2 separate regions of the Mus musculus genome follow, and region 2 is linked to region 1. The links are chromatin contacts, called in public Hi-C maps. All regions are on one chromosome and are shown on one strand. Each heading gives the region's core, a stretch centred on a gene start, on an enhancer-like site or on the middle of the called end of the contact. The rest is flanking DNA. Distances are from core to core; before and after follow the strand shown.

Region 1 (4,446 bases), core at 703-3,202:
TTGGAGGCCATAGGAGAATGTCAAGTGCTCTTCACAATTTCTTTTTTGTTTTATGTTTTGTTTTATTTTGGTTTTAAGACAAGATCTTGCCTGAGGCTTGGCAGGCAAGCCTCCCAAATCCTATTGTCTCTGCCTCCTCAGACCTGGGATCACAGGTGCATGCCACTAGTCCTAGATTTTTAATGGGAATTCTGGGGATTTAATTTGGATTCTGAAGTTTGCAAGACAAATCTTTTAGTAACTGAGCTATTTCTCCAGCTTGTGTGTATTAGTCAGGGTTCTCTAGAGTCATAGAACTTATAGAATCAAGGTGTGTGTGTGTGTGTGTGTGTGTGTGTGTGTGTGTGTGTGTGTCTAGGTGTGGTCCAGTTACTCCAACAATTATGAACGGAAAAGTCCAAGAATCCAGTAGTTGCTCAGTCAATGAGTCTGGATATCTCAGCTGGAATCATGAAGGGATGTGCTCTAATGCCAGTGAGGAAATGGAGCAAGGGAAGTGCATATAGGCAGGGGAAACTTTCTTTGATGCCCTTCTATAGGCTTTCAGCAGAAGGTGTTGCCCTGATTAGAGCTGGATTAAAGATTTGACTTAAAGGTGTGTCTTCCTACCTTAAAGATGGGGATTGGAAGAAGATTTTCCCACTTCGAATTAAGCAGAAATTCCTCATAGGTACACCCTCCATTTGGGGGGGGGTTTAGTTAATTCCAGATGTAGTCAAGTTGACAACCAAGAAAAACCATCATATTGTGCTATACAGATTTTAAATGCTACATAAAATTGTAATGAACACGGATTCAGATTGTTTACCCATCTCCTATGACTCTCATTCTCTGAACCCTACAACTTCCACAGTGGGTGAAATGGTCCACTTCAATCTGAAATGGCAGTGTTACTCTTGCCTGGAAACAGAATAGCTCAACATAAGAAAGAAACCTTTAAAAAAATGTTTTAATTTATTAAAGGATTCAACCCAGAATGGCTCTGTTACTCTTTCCCTGGCCTCGTGTATCCTGGTCCTGAGGTCAATGATAACCTCTTAGAAGGCAGTAACAAGTTATTTTGGTCTCACTAAGAATGATCATGAAGCAACTCGTGTTTCTTTCTGAGTTAATAAAGAACATTTGCTGCAAAACCACAGGGCCCTGCAGATAAAGCAATTGGCAAGAAATGGTAGGCTTAAATACCAGAAAACAGCCCGTATCCAAACAGGTGTGCCATAAAGCAGGGTAAATAAGCCTCGAAGTATGCGGTTCAACCCCAGCAAGATTGCTTAAGAATCTTTCCTTCTAGCCTGAAAAAAAAAAAAAAAGCTAGACCCCAAACCAGCCCTCTAGTGTCCTTTTCAGATGCCACAGCTGGAAAAACAGATCTTGTCAGACAGTCCAAAGTAAGAGTTGTTTTAATTTTTTTTTAATGGCCAGATAAACAAAGCCTGGGGAGGGGAGTGATTACAGTTTTGTGAATGTGGCCTTGGGCGCAGATCTTGTGAAAGACCTTTTAGAGCCATCCAGAACTTTCAGCCTTTAAGAACTGTGTCTGCCTCTTTGAATTAGCAGTGACCACTTCACGTTGTGTTGGGATGTATTTAAAAATACAGGAATTTGTGTGTGTGTGTGTGTGTGTGTGTGTGTGTGTTTGTGGTGGTGGTGGTGGTGGCTCAGTTTTCCTAACCATGTGGGTCTTTCACTTAAGAGTACAGATGCCTGAAGAGAAAGCTTTGGTTTGGTTTCCATTAAGACCCGCTAAGTGCACAGGAAACATGGCTTCGAGCCACCAAGGATCAAATAAACTCTCTCTTTTTTTTTTTTTTTTTTTTTTTTTTTTTACTTTTCTGGCCAAGAACAAAGGTAGGCTATGCAAGAGCGTCTAGAAGTACAGGAGTTAAATATTTCCCACTGGGCTGTTTTGGTGTTTGTCATTATTTGTTCTTTGCCGACCTGTGTCGAGCAAGGAAAAAGTCAAAAACAACCTTCACAGGGACTAAAGAACTCTGGGAATAGGTTATACTTACCACAGCTCCATGCCAGGGAGATATTGCAGTGGGAATGGGTAGTCTTTGAGTCCGAAGTTCAAATTCTGACTCCACTGTTGCTGAGAAAGGCGATAGTCACTTCTAAACCCGTTTTTCACCTTTAGCATGGCCTTATATGTATAGTGCCTATGAAGACTGAATGTGAGTACATGCCAGGCATGTGCGGACACAGGAAGATGACATCCTGTGAAGTATACACATGTGAAATCATCACCATGTAGCCTAGGCTGGATTGAAACTCATAATCCTCCTGCCTCAGCCTCCAGAGGGCTAGAATTATAGGCATGCAATCTCCTGCCAGGCTAATTATCATAAGACAATCTACACACAGCTTCCATTTGAACCATTGGGCTGTTCTCCTTGGAGTCTGCCCTTTGGGCACACCCTTCTCAGCATGCAACCTTAATTCCCATGCCTTCCTTTTATTATAACTTTTATTAACAAATAAATATATTTATTGATAAATAAACCAAATATGGTTTTATTTAGTTATTTTTGAGGGTCTGACTATGTAGCCCTATTTGGCCTAGAACTCACAAAAATCCACCTACCACTGGCTTCCTAGTTCCTAGACTAAAAATGGGTACCACTGCACCCGGCCAATTGTTACAACTTTTGATCTGTGCTGTGAAAAATGGAACCAAACCAGGAGTGAAAAACCAAAGCAAGGTGATCATTTGTCAAAGTTGTTTTTAAAATGTGTGGTTCTGGTTTCAGTTCTTGCTTCCTAGCCAAGTGATCATTTCCAGCTTTCTCTCCCTCACCTACAGAAAGAGCAGCATGGGGAGAGATTCTTAAGTTACTCTCCTCAAGGTAGTGACACCTGTGCTGGCTTGCATGCCAGGCTTCCTCTCTGAGTCTGTCTAGTTACAGAGACTTCACCTGCTGCCCCCGTCAGCTGAACACTGCCCTCTCCTCACAGCTAACTGACCTTCAATATCCACTTCACAGCCAGGACCCACCAGACCCCACTTTAGTCCTGTGAACAAACATTTTGACTTGTGCCAAATTCAGTGTCTCAGAAAGTACAGCCCCACTCTGGCTGGATCTAGAAGGAATCTGGGCATCCTCTTAGAAACTCCATTTCCTCTAAAAAGTGATGCTGGTGGGTGGGTCTCCCTTTATGTTGTGAGTAACAAAAATGATCTCTCTCTCTCTCTCTCTCTCTCTCTCTCTCCCTCCTCCCTCCCTTCCCCAACAAGTATAAATAGGCGCTCCTCTTATCTGATCATCCCCTAAATGTTTTTCATTTGAAAAATGCAGTTAATTTTAGATAATTGTCAGCGATAATCTCAAACTTGTGTGTAGCACGGGCCCTGGTTTTAAGTTCCGAGAATCTAAGAACAGCATGATTTGTCTAAAGGACCTTGTCTGGGCCCCAGTGCCTCTGACTTGCCACTCTTATCAGAACACAGTGAGGCTCTCCTTAACTGAATCAGAGGTATGACTGCTTCTGCAGAGGGCTCCTCTGAACCCTCTCAGCTGCCTATGTGGGGTTTGAAGGCTGGAGACAAGCACCAGGGAGCTCAGAGCAAGATGGAGTTAAATCTGAGGCCCCCCAACATTGCCTACAGGGTTAACTCTGCAAGGATAAAGTGGCCTCTACCCCCTGAGCCTCCTAGGTCCCTCCTGGAGATCCTGCAAAGATAACTACAGTCATAAATGTTATGCAAAGGCTGCCTTGAGACCTTTCTAAATAGCAGGCTGTTTTCAGAGCCTGGGCAGCATTTGTCCTGGCCAGAGTTAAGAGGTAAAGAACGTTCCACTCGTAAGCTTGCATGGAAAAAAGATTCTTGAAGCTTTTTATCTATCTCTCTTTCTTTCTGCTAACAAGGTATGCAGAGGATTCCAAATTCCAGTAAGAGAAGGTTAAAATGTGTGGATTTGCTGAATAGAGTCATCTTCCCTCCACCCTTTGGTTTTTCCATAAAGTGTCATAAAACGCCACTGTACTAACAAACATTTTGGGAAGGGAACAGGCTTCAGGCCAAGATACCACAAGCTTAAGGGGGTGGGGGTGGGGTGATCTGAGCTCTGAAGGACAACATCCTGTGCAGAGTCATTCTTCAAGCAGGGTTTGACTTTAACAGTAGTATTCAACCAACAACAGACCTCTGGTTGTCTTGGGCTCCCCCACACAATGATAGACAGCAGGAGGAAGCCCCGTGTACCTATCTACATATGACTCAGAAATGTTAATAAAGAACTGGAGCGATGGCTCAGTGGCTAAATGTCCCATGTTCCAGCCTCAGAATGAATGTAAGAAGCCAGACACAGTGTTGTATCCCTGTAACCTCAGGAGAGGGGTATACAGAGAGAATCGTGAGGATTCAAGGAGTTCATAGGCCATGCAGTCTAGCTGAAAATGCAAATGCAAGGTCCAGTAGGAAAGCCTGTCTCAAAAGCTAATGTT
Region 2 (4,446 bases), core at 1,116-3,615, 540 kb after region 1:
GGAGAGCTGGCTCAGCACTTAAAAAGCACTGACTGCTCTTCCAAAGGTCCTGGGTTCAATTCTCAGCAACCACATGGTGGCTCACAACCATCTGTAATGGGATCCAATGCCCTCTTCTGGTGTCTGAAGAGAGTTACAGTGTATGCATATACATAAAATAAATAAGTAAAGATCTAAGAAAAAGGGGGGCAAGATTCTTCAACTGTGGGCTGGCAGTCTTCACAATGCATACCTTTGGGCATCTTAGGGACACACAAGTCATTTCAGAGACAGGCCCTTGGAACTCACTGCCCAGCCAGCCTACCTGAACCTCAGGGTAAAGGACTGGGGAGGCAGCTCAGTAAGTATAAAGACCTCTGTGCAAGCATGGAAACCTGAGTTCTTCGTGTAAAAGCCAAGCCTGGTAGCACATACCTGTGACCCAGGGCATGTAGGGGAGAGAGACAGGAAGATCCAGAAGGCTCATTGGCCAACTAGTCTCTTCCTAGTGTTTCTGCCAGATTCAATGAGAGATGTGCACCCCCAAAAGGTAAAATGCGGATGGGGGGCTGGAGCAATGACTCTGCACTTTAAAACATTTACTTAATCGTTGTTCTTACAGAGAACCTGAGTTCAGTTCCTAGCATCCACATCAGGCATCTCAGGTAACTCCAGCTCCAGGGAATCCAATGCTCTCTTGTAGCTTCTGTGGATACCTGAACTCAGAAGGCACACACACACACACACACACACGGGGACACACACACACACACACACACACACACTTACACATAAATAAAACGATATATATATATGTATATATATGTGTGTGTGTGTGTGTGTGTGTGTGTGTGTGTGTGTGTGTGTGTGTATGTGGAGATTAGTAACAGAGGAAGATACTTAACATCAATCCCTGACTTCCAGAAACAACAGAATAAATAAACATGAACACACATACACACACATACACACACACTGGTAGAAGAAGAAGGAGAAGGAGAAGGAGAAGGAGAAGGAGAAGGAGAAGGAGAAGGAGAAGGAGAAGGAGAAGGAGAAGGAGAAGAAGAAGAAGAAGAAGAAGAAGAAGAAGAAGAAGAAGAAGAAGAAGAAGAAGAAGAAGAAGAAGAAGAAGAAGAAAGAAGAAGAAGAAGAAGAAAAGAAGAAAGAGAGGAGGAAGAGGAAGAAGAAGAAAGAAGGATGAAGAGGAGGAGGAGAAGAGGAAGAGGAGGAGGAGGAAGGAGGAGGAGGGAGGAAGAGGAGGAGGAAGAAGGAGAAGGGAGAGGAGGAGGGAGGAGAATAAGGAGAAGGAGAAAGAGAAGGAGAAAAGGAAGGCAGCTCCCAGGGAACATCACCAGAGTGTGAAACAAGAACCCGAAGTTATGCATGAATATACACAAGACATACCCCACCTATCCATTCACCCATCAAAATAAACACATACAGTAACAAGGAGAAAAGGCCAGGAGAAGACAAAGCAAGTCAACATGTCAGCATGATCTCCCCCACTTCCTTCCTGAGCGCCTTCCTGGGCCCCCTGAGGCTGTCCCAGTAGCTCTCTGGGGGAAGCTGGGTATCTTCACAGAGGACTTCACCACAGGCAAGCATTTGGCAAGGGTTGACGTGTTCTTATCTAAGTTGACACCCTGACTCTGGGTCTCTGGGCTAAAAGATACTCATCAGAAGCATGTGGCACTTTCAGTGAAACCAAGGGAAGATGATCTATTTACTTTAGCCCTGAGAGCATCACTGTTAAACACTACTATCTATCTACCTATCTATCTATCTATCTATCTATCTATCTATCTATCTATCTATCTATCTATCTATCTATCTGTCTATCTACCTACCTATCTATCTATCTATCTATCTATCTATCATCTATCTATCTACCTACCTATATATCTTTCTATCTACCTATCTATCTATCTATCTATCTATCTATCTATCTACCTACCTACCTATCTATCTATCTATCTATCATCTATCTATCTACCTACCTATATATCTTTCTATCTATCTATCTATCTATCTTTCTTTCTTTCTTTCTTTCTTTCTATCTATCTATCTATCTTTCTTTCTATCTATCTATCTATCTATCTATCTATCTATTGGTTATAACTCTTAAAAATAGAAACAAAAGGAAATGTGCCCTAGGGGAGGCTCGGGGACTGCTGGGACTGCTGGGACCTTTGGAACTTTGTGTGTGGGGTTCCAGGCAGGGCTGAAGGGGCCAGGTTGCGGGGACAGCAAATGGGCTCAGAGAGGCAAGAACAAAAGCCCAGAGAGATGACCTCACCCCAGTAACAAAGCTGCAGGCTGGCCCTCTCCTAGGCTGCCTCAGTTTGGTGCCAGCTTTTGTGACTACAGCTTAGCCGTTTACACGGCTGCTGTGCAAAAGCACTGTCGTGTTCATTAACTCATTTGATCCCTTAACTCTGGGCAGCCAGGCAGGGCAGGACTTATTCAATCCCTTCAGCCAAAGGAGAAGATAGAAGTCCAGCTTGCAAATCACAGTGACCCTGGCAGGTCACCCACTCCGCCCCCCACCCCCACCATTCGGTCATCCTCTGCCAACGCTTTCCCTAGCTTCAAAATAAAATGACACTATTTGCTAATACTTACTGAGAACTTATTCAATAACAAACAGACTGACATGTCTGCAACATGACATAAATTGACTGACCCTCTTGATAACGCCATGGTGGCATGTATTCATTTCCAGTACCTGTGGCAAATTACCAAAAAGAGAGTAGCTTTAAAGAGAAATGTGTGAGATTCCTAGAAACCAGAGATCTATCCTTAGTGTTTCTGGGGTCTTTTTGGAGGCTCCAGAGAAAAACAGTTCTTTCTCTTTTTGTACTTTTGGTGGCTTCTGGCATGCCTGGCACGTCGTTGCAACATCACCCCCAATCTCCTAAGAATCTCTTGCCCGTCTTCACACTCCCTTCTCCTCCCTGAGCCTTGAGGAATCCACTTTGCTGACTTCTTTTATAAGGTCCCTTTGAACCCCATCGGCCCACCAGTAATCCAAAATAATTAATTACGTTCTATCTTAAAACCCTTAATCACTCTACAAAGATTCATTTTTTTCCAAATAAATGAACATTTGAGGGCTCTAGGGGATGGGATAGAGGCTTATTCAGAGAGGACCTATTCAGCCTATCGCAAATAAGTGATATTCGATGCCCATTTCTTTTTCTCAGAAATGACACTGAGGCCAGGAGAGAACACACAGGTCTGGGGTCAGGAGATGCTGCCAGTGTAAATGACACTAAGCGTCAAATCTGGATGCTGGTGACATAGTTGATGGTAGTGCTCTCCTCACGTGCCAAAGAGAAGGGAGATCTCATCAAAGAAACAAACTAAAAGACAACTCTAAGAGAGCCATGCCCTTTCCCCAGACCTAAGATTCACAGTGCCTGCTGGTGTGGGGCCCAGAACATCAGCCTTGGTTCTAAGCTTATCTCACTCTGGATCGAAGTTAGCCACATCTGATGGGTTCTCGTCCAGATGGTTCTCCTCAGAGCCATCTTGAGGTAGGTACAGCTGGCCATCACATTAGCCTATTCCAGTCAGGTGCTTTGCTCAATAAAACCTCAGAGAGCAATCTCCATCCTGGTGGAAATGGCCGGGGAGGGGCTGGGGATTCCAGATCGCCAATGGAAGAGCGGCAGCGTCTGACTGAAATCCTATAGCCATCCTAGAACCAAACAGGTCACAAGCCAAGGGCAGATGTTTGCACCCAACTACAAATAGATATGAGTGGCCTGAGATGCGTGAGGGGGGGGGGGAGGGGAGGAGGGAGGAGTTTCCAAAAAGGATCTGCTCTGACTAGGGAATGGCCCTGAATCAAACACAATCATATCAGCCCTGGCCCGTGAGTGCCTCGTTCTCCAAGTGGGGGAGGTCAGACAGCAGAAGACCCAGTGTGAGAAGGAGCACCACAGCCACAGGGGAGGAGGACCAGGAGCAAGTCAAGGGCGTGGTGGTAAAGAAGAGAAATAATTACTCCATGGGGTGCCTCTTGTCCCTTGGTGGAGGACAAGGCAACAACACTAAGAACTAACGAGCCACAGGAACACCCAGCACTGCCTCCCTCCAAAAAAACCCTTCTAAAATCTTAAGAAATCTCCTTCATGACCATACTAAGTAATGGAGGCAACACCAAAGAATTGACTGACACCCAGAGGTCACTCCTAGGCTCAGCCATTTAATCAAAGGATCCCCTTTCAGGACTGAAGACAACAGAGTCCTTGCTGGCCTCCAGGGTAACAGGGGGCATTGTTGAGCCAGGAGACTAAATCCTTAAGCCACACATTTGTGTTCTGGTTCTTAAGGCAGAAGATGGGGACAAATCACAAACTCTGGTTTCTCATAGAGCAGAGTCACACAGCAAGATGCAAATGATGTGTCCCCTGACGCCCCACCCCGAGCCTCACCAAAAGACACAGCATTTAGGTAATAGAA

What was found. A called contact is a pair of places that touch in the nucleus more often than the background predicts.
Region 2: a contact with region 1 is called in a Hi-C map of liver, with 3 times the contacts expected there. The contact joins two enhancer-like sites. A contact is called at or near these places in 2 of 484 Hi-C or Micro-C datasets (both in liver), 1 of 115 datasets of contacts at active chromatin or transcription factors (kidney) and 1 of 9 other capture datasets (embryonic stem cells).

What each region holds. Positions count from the first base shown.
Region 1 is chr8:115,822,624-115,827,069 of GRCm38.p6, forward strand. No RefSeq gene overlaps it. Among named protein-coding and RNA genes, the nearest start is that of Gm30925, 5.4 kb to the right of the region's middle. Within about 2 kb of position 1,953, at least 10 of the 459 cell types and tissues checked have an H3K27ac peak or open chromatin away from gene starts, as enhancers often do. A contact at or near this core is called in liver, where this site is marked.
Region 2 is chr8:116,365,371-116,369,816 of GRCm38.p6, forward strand. No RefSeq gene overlaps it. Among named protein-coding and RNA genes, the nearest start is that of Gm31278, 15 kb to the left of the region's middle. Within about 2 kb of position 2,366, at least 26 of the 459 cell types and tissues checked have an H3K27ac peak or open chromatin away from gene starts, as enhancers often do. A contact at or near this core is called in liver, where this site is marked.